Linked DNA regions of Hordeum vulgare: region 2 is linked to region 1. A link is a contact called in public Hi-C data. All regions are on one chromosome and are shown on one strand. The core of a region is the stretch at or near the end of the contact, and the rest is flanking DNA. Distances in the headings are between cores, read along the strand shown.

Region 1 (3,133 bases), core at 322-2,821:
AATGGGGGATTAGAAAGTTTTGAAACATATGTACATACAATGTGTGATACTGAAATTTCTACAGCAATGAAAAAGAAGTTTGGTGTTCTTGCCTCAACCCCATTCTTTTGCCTTTTAGCAATATAAGCACACTCCCTTTCTGCAAATCGCACAAATCCAAATCCCTGAGGAAGTTCGGGAAAAATAATGTTGATAAATTTCCTGATAAAAGGTTCTCAATAGATTACGTCTGAAGAATCGAAACATTTATTGCAATGTCGTAAGAGTTGCAATAAAATCAGACCTTGGAAACACCATTCTGATCCTTCATTATGCGCAAGTCAACAATCTCACCACAGGTAGAAAATATCTGCTGATGAAATGGTCAGTCCAACAAATATGTCGAAATGAAAAAAAAACATGCTTTTTTACACGAATAGACGAAAGTTAACGAACCAACTATGTGACTATTATTAATTTACAATGGAGAAAATATACTTAAAGCTCAGCGGTCCAATAACCAATAATTGAGCAAAAATTCTAACCATTGCAGTACTACATATTTCTGTTATTACTAACTAGAGCACGACAATATCACCTGCAGACAGATTTACCAAGCCACATCCAAAAATTACAGAACCAGTTAAGCTTCTGGTAGATACAAAACATGGTTTAGGTGTGCCAATAGAATTGATTTGGTTGGCATGTCTTACACAACATCCACAGTTAAAATTGGCAAGTAAAGGTGGCATTAGAAGGTTTTCAGATTAACCTACAAACCAGCTGGTCATTCCCAGTTGGACTGCAGAAAACTAACAGGTGGGGATAAACAATACATACTGCCAACACAGTTATTCAGCTAACCATATGCTGTTCCATAACATGGCTTCTACAAATCATCAGGAATGTAAGCATTTCAGGTATTAATCCGTCCTTATTGCAGTACACCGTTCCTGAATTTTCATAATACCAACAAGCAACACCTCATACGCAGGTGGGTGTTGATGGCTGTAGACATGACCAACCTCTCGGAGCGTCCCCTCCGTCGCCGACCGCGGCAACCCGCCGACGAACACCTCGGCGCCTTTCACTCGCCGGTCTGCACACATACACCAGCACGCCATCCAATGCACGCGCGCAAGCGCACATCCACAACCGGAATCAGATCCCAAAATCCCAGAACAGATTCGCTCGAGCGAGCTTATCCGCAACAGGCTAGGCGAAATACAAAATAAGCCCAGCAGCCTCACCTTGCTCGTCGTAATCCCCATGCGACGCCGCCCTCCTGTCCTGAAATCCCCAGGAAAAAAGAAAATCAGAGACGAGGTTATCCCGGCGAAACCTGCACCGAACCGAGCGCCGCGACGACCGGGCGGGCCTCCGGCGCCGCGCGGCGTCGAATCCGGCCGCGCCTGCGCGAAAGGAATCGAGGAACGCGGCGGGAATTCACGGGTTCGGGGAGTGGGTTCCGAGTAGTACCATTTTTGGCTCTTCTCTTCTTCAGCCGAGACGACACGCACAACAGAGCGCAGGGAGCTTTCTCCTTTCCCCTTTATATTTTGCCCGAATTATCTATCGGTTCGCCTTTTTCTTTCAGAGAGAGAGAGAGACGGCTGTGGTTTTATAACCAGCCGGCCCCGCGCGGCCTGGCATGTCGGAAAGCGTACCGTCCGGCCCGTCTCGGCAAGGTTACAGGTGTGGGCCTCCGTTCTTTTGTTTTATTTTTCAAAGAATGAGAGATGTTTTTTTTAGCTGCAAATGAGAGATGTTTGTATCAAATGTTGAAGTGTAATGAACAAGAGCAATGCACCCCCCCCCCTAAAAAAAGCAATGTACAATGTTTTAAGCTTCATTCCTCCTATTTATACAACGGCAAGGGACACGATGATTATGTATGTGCTTAGAGAGGCATATGGGCGCAAAATAGTTTCGAATGGAGCCGCCATATGGGGGACTCCATCCAACTATGAACTAACGCACACCCACTACGCTTAAGGTGCCCAATTAGTTGTTAGTTGTCTTCCCTTTTTTATTTCTATTTTGATTTTCGGTATATGGTTAAATGAAGCCATTATTTTTAAACAAAATTCAAATCAATTCCTAGATTTCAAAAAATCAAAATGATTCTCATAGCCACATAAAAATGGTACATATTTTTTTATTGAATATTCATTTACTGTGGTGACTCGTTAGTGTTCCACATAGGATTGCAATGCAATTCATAGATATTCACCCATGTTTTTTTTAAATTAGTCATATTTCAATCATTTCAAAACCAATCCAAAGACATTTCACAGATATCACATTTCACACAATTTTCAAATGTTTGGTAATATTTTACAACTTTAATTCATAACTGTTCACACACATTCTAGTTATTCCAGACATATGTCAACCAATTTCAATTATATTAATCAATTTCAAAAAAAATTCCACACGCATTTCACAATGATTTCAATTTTTTCTAACATGCTTCAATTGTATGATGGATTTCAAAAGTATTTAACATGTGGTTTCATGACAGTTTCAAATTTTCATACTTTTTTCATTATATCATTTTATTTAGATAACATTCCTCCCTCAATTTAACAAGAATATCAGTGTTTCACCATTTTTTTATATTTTGGTCATGTATAAATAATATGTGTTCTTGATATTATTTTAAACTTCCTGAAGTCTTTAGAAAGATCTTTTTGGGTGAAAATATTTTTCTATTCATTTATATAATGTATTAGTTTGGGTATTTTTGTGAATATTCCTAAAAAATGATATATGTAGTTCATACGCCTCAAATGTATCCATATCTTTTGTTATGTTTATTTACACATAGTTTTGACAAAGTGCTCATGCTGAAAGAATGTTCACTCGGTGGAGGTGTTAACACAACTCATGCATGCATGCAGGGGAGGTACATGGTGACATTAGTGCTTTCAATGGTACTTCACAAACTTTAAAGTGTTTAACTGTTAAATTGTGTATCCGGTTTATGATTTTTCTCCACTGTCACCTTTGTCTTGACCAAAGCTTGGATACTAGATCTCATATGTGTAGGTTATGGTGAAAATAGTCATATTAAAAGTTGACATGTAGTCATTAATACAATTGCCATGGTACTGGTATAAAGTTGCCACTTGGTAACTTTCATGCAAACATG
Region 2 (3,339 bases), core at 612-3,111, 190 kb after region 1:
TGTCAGAGCCGCTCGACGGAGCTGCTCGTCGGCTTGCTCTTCGGAGTTGCTCGTCGGCTTGCTTGCCGGAGCCGCTCATCGGCGCGCTCGCCAGTGTACTCGTCGGAACCGCTCGTCGGTGTTTGTGTTGTTGTGAAGCTCGTTGCTTGTAGAAGAGGATTTTTTCCCCTCGTCACCGCTCGTTGAAGCTTTTCACACATACGGTTGAAGCTTTTTTAGAACAGTTGCAACTTTTTTGATTGTGCAGTGTATGGTTGTAGCTTTCTCTTTCAATGGTTGAAATTTTTTCCCTCTACGGTCGAAGTTTTTCTGTAAAGGGTTGCAACTATTATCTTTTAGCAACGCTCGGTTAATGCGCTCTGTATTGTTTCAGTTGGAGTTTTTTTCATCAACGGTTGAAGCATTTTATGTCAATGGTTGTAGCATTTCACCATGGCAATGACCGCTTGCAATTTTTTATATGTCTGGTTGCAGCTTTTTTTATCAACGGTTGTAGCATTTTATGTCAACGGTTGTAGCATCCCATCATGTCAATGACCGCTTGCAACTTTTTATATACCTGGTTGAAGCTTTTTCATCTGGGTTTAAAGCTTTTTTTAACAACGGTTGTAGCATAAGCGTAAAAAATGGTTTTGCCATGGCCGTCCAGCAGCAGCCCCATATCCACAAACGCCTCCGCTTGCAGCACTAACTCGAGGGCCTCCCCCGGCGACGCGACACCATCGGCAAAACCATGAAAAGCTTGGCTGGGGAACGAGATGCTCGTAGAAGCACGGGGAGAAGAAAGTTTCTCACCGCATCAAGTCAACGTACGACAACGGCCGGTGGTCACCCTCAACAGATAAGAGAAGGTGAGGGGGAGGAGAAGGTCGTTCCGGAGAGATAAGGGTGCTCGCGTGTGGCCAGAAACTCACGCGAGGGGATAAGGGTATGACGGGATGCAAGCCACTAGATCTAATCGCATCAGACTACACGCGTTCGGCCGGACTGTCGTACGTAAACGTTTCCCTATTACAATAATGAAATACCACTAGCTCTAGCGTATACAAGCGTTTCTTTATGGCTGCTTACCATTACGGATTTTCCAAACGGGGCCCTCGTATTTTTCAAGACGCCCGTCGGTACAGATCGCCGTCACCTCACCTCTGTCGTTGGTGAAGAAACGACTGCCAATTCTCGGAGTCCTCGGACAACGACGAGGGGCGAAGAACTCCCCTGGCTCCAAATCGGAGAACCTGGTGAGCCCCTTGGTGTAGCTCCTACCCGATTTGTTGAACTCGTAGACATGCCGCGCCTTCAACTTGAAGCGACCAAATCGCCGAGCCATCTCGTCGTGGTCGCGCGCCATTTCGTGGAAGCGGCACCACCGCTCGTACAGAGCCCACAGGGTTTCGTCCGAGACGAGGTCCTTCTCGTCGAAGTAGGGAACGGTGTCCGGGTCTGCGTCATCACAGAAACGGAAACTGTAATGTGTGCTGCCGAGCAAGATGTGCAAAGAATACCGAGGTTGATTGATTACCAGGGCGGAACTCATCCTCGAGGTCATCTGGTGCGGCGCCCACAGGCGAACGGGGGTCCTCACCGGAGGAGAGCGTAGTGATGCTGCGCCGGAGGAAGAAATCCGAGGTGCTGGTGGAGGCGGCGGCGGAGTTTGGGGATCTAAGTAACTGTCGCGAGCGGGCGGTTATGGTGGTATTTCCAGCGAGATCGCCGCCGGGTAGGCGAAGAGCGAAGCGGCCGGAATTGGTGGTTGTCCAAGCGACCCATGACCGTGAGAGCTTTAATGCGACGGACGCCATAGCAGGTTAGGACGAAGTGCGGGATAGATCTAGGGTTGCTATGCGGTATGACGTTTTTTTCTAAAAGGAAGATACGACATGCTAATAGTGGGCCACAACTAGAACGTTTCTTCATTATTAAAAAAAAAACTTATCGTCGTGATGGTTCAACCACCTCTAACGATTCCCATCACCCTTCCTACGACAACCCGTCTCCCTTTTGTATCTCTACTATTAAAGGGGAGCGATTCCACTTTCCTCATGAGATAATAAAAAAGAGAGAAAAGGGGCACCAAATAAAAAACGGGCCATGACCAGAATTCACGTCCCACGCCCCCATCTCCCGGCAACCTCCTTGCTCCTCCCAATCCCAGATCTCTTCTCTTCCAAGAAAAATTGCCATGGCCGTCGCTCCTGCTACTAGCCGATGACCACTGCGAGGTCTTCCCTCGGGGCTAACCTCGGTCCTCCTCCACATGCACCCGCCACCTCCCATGCGGCCCAATTTCTTCTCCTCGTTGCTCACTGTCTACGTGTCTGCCGTGCCGGCGTAGGTGCCCACCCTCCGAGCGCTTGAGCCCCGCTACGATGGTGTCAACGGTGTCATCGAGGTCGAAGAGTTTGTCGACCCAACCCTCGCCCTCGGCCGCGTTGGTGGCTCCGTCTGTCTCGATGGTTAATTTCTCGATCTCGATTATCCGGCTCAGCTCCGGCGAGTACGACATCGGTGCGGACACCGCGTCAAACAACAATAGCACGGGTCCATCACTAGCTTATTGGAGTCTTTGGTCAATGCCGTCCACCGGTCGCTCTCTGTGCTGGTGCCCACACTCCACTCCACATATCCTTCGTCAAAGTTAAGGTTGAATAGTCCCATTTCGTCGTCCACAAATCAAATCAGGCCTGCTCCAGCACACAAACTGTGTGGGTAACAAACCTTACACATCAATCCACACGCTAGCAAGATCTTGTTGACTGGAACCACCCCCTCCAGCAGCAAGGCTCTCTCTCGTTTTAATTTTACATCCTTGTCACAATGTTGGTCTGTGTTTCTACCGTTGCATGAATGAAGTGACATGCAATTTTTGTATGAATAGAAGTGAGCTGCTGATTTTTGAATAATGTTGAATCGTTTGCAGATTCTTTTATGGAAAGAAGAAAGATAGGATTGACCTTGTGCACTGATGGGGTTATATGGACGTCGATGGCTGTCGCCGATCAAAGGAGTGTGATGGCAGACGTTGTGGGGATGCCACACTCAGGCCACCACGAGCTCCGGGTCAAGACGATGGCTGCCGACGAGCAGAGTTTTGCTTGTTGAGGAGGTCATCCTCCTCCCTGTACATTCTTGGCTTCGCAAGAACCTGACTGGTTTGATTTGATTCGGTAGTTCTGGTGGCATTGGATACTCAGATGCAACATTTAATTGTCAGTTCTTTACTCCAATGGAAGAAAAAGAATGTTATTACATAGTGGGGTTCAGTCGTAAATGCTCACATATTCTTGATCCCCATGTATGTTTTGCTTCTATCTGCACTATTCTTGCAGGTGGAACATAACT

Evidence for each region. Hi-C and Micro-C count contacts between places; a contact is called where the count stands out from the background.
Region 2: a contact with region 1 is called in a Hi-C map of leaf, with 5 times the contacts expected there. The contact joins the promoter of LOC123395430 here to the promoter of LOC123395793 in region 1. A contact is called at or near these places in 4 of 6 Hi-C or Micro-C datasets (leaf and seedling).

The regions. Positions count from the first base shown.
Region 1 is chr5H:81,814,249-81,817,381 of MorexV3_pseudomolecules_assembly, forward strand. It overlaps LOC123395793, which reads right to left and starts at 1,572. Exons shown (of 18, transcript XM_045090826.1): 1 at 1,459-1,572; 2 at 1,230-1,269; 3 at 1,005-1,078; 4 at 284-349; 5 at 93-164. The coding sequence starts at 1,461.
Region 2 is chr5H:82,008,546-82,011,884 of MorexV3_pseudomolecules_assembly, forward strand. LOC123395430 reads right to left here and starts at 1,862. Exons shown (of 2, transcript XM_045090430.1): 1 at 1,520-1,862; 2 at 932-1,440. The coding sequence starts at 1,799. The coding sequence ends at 1,058.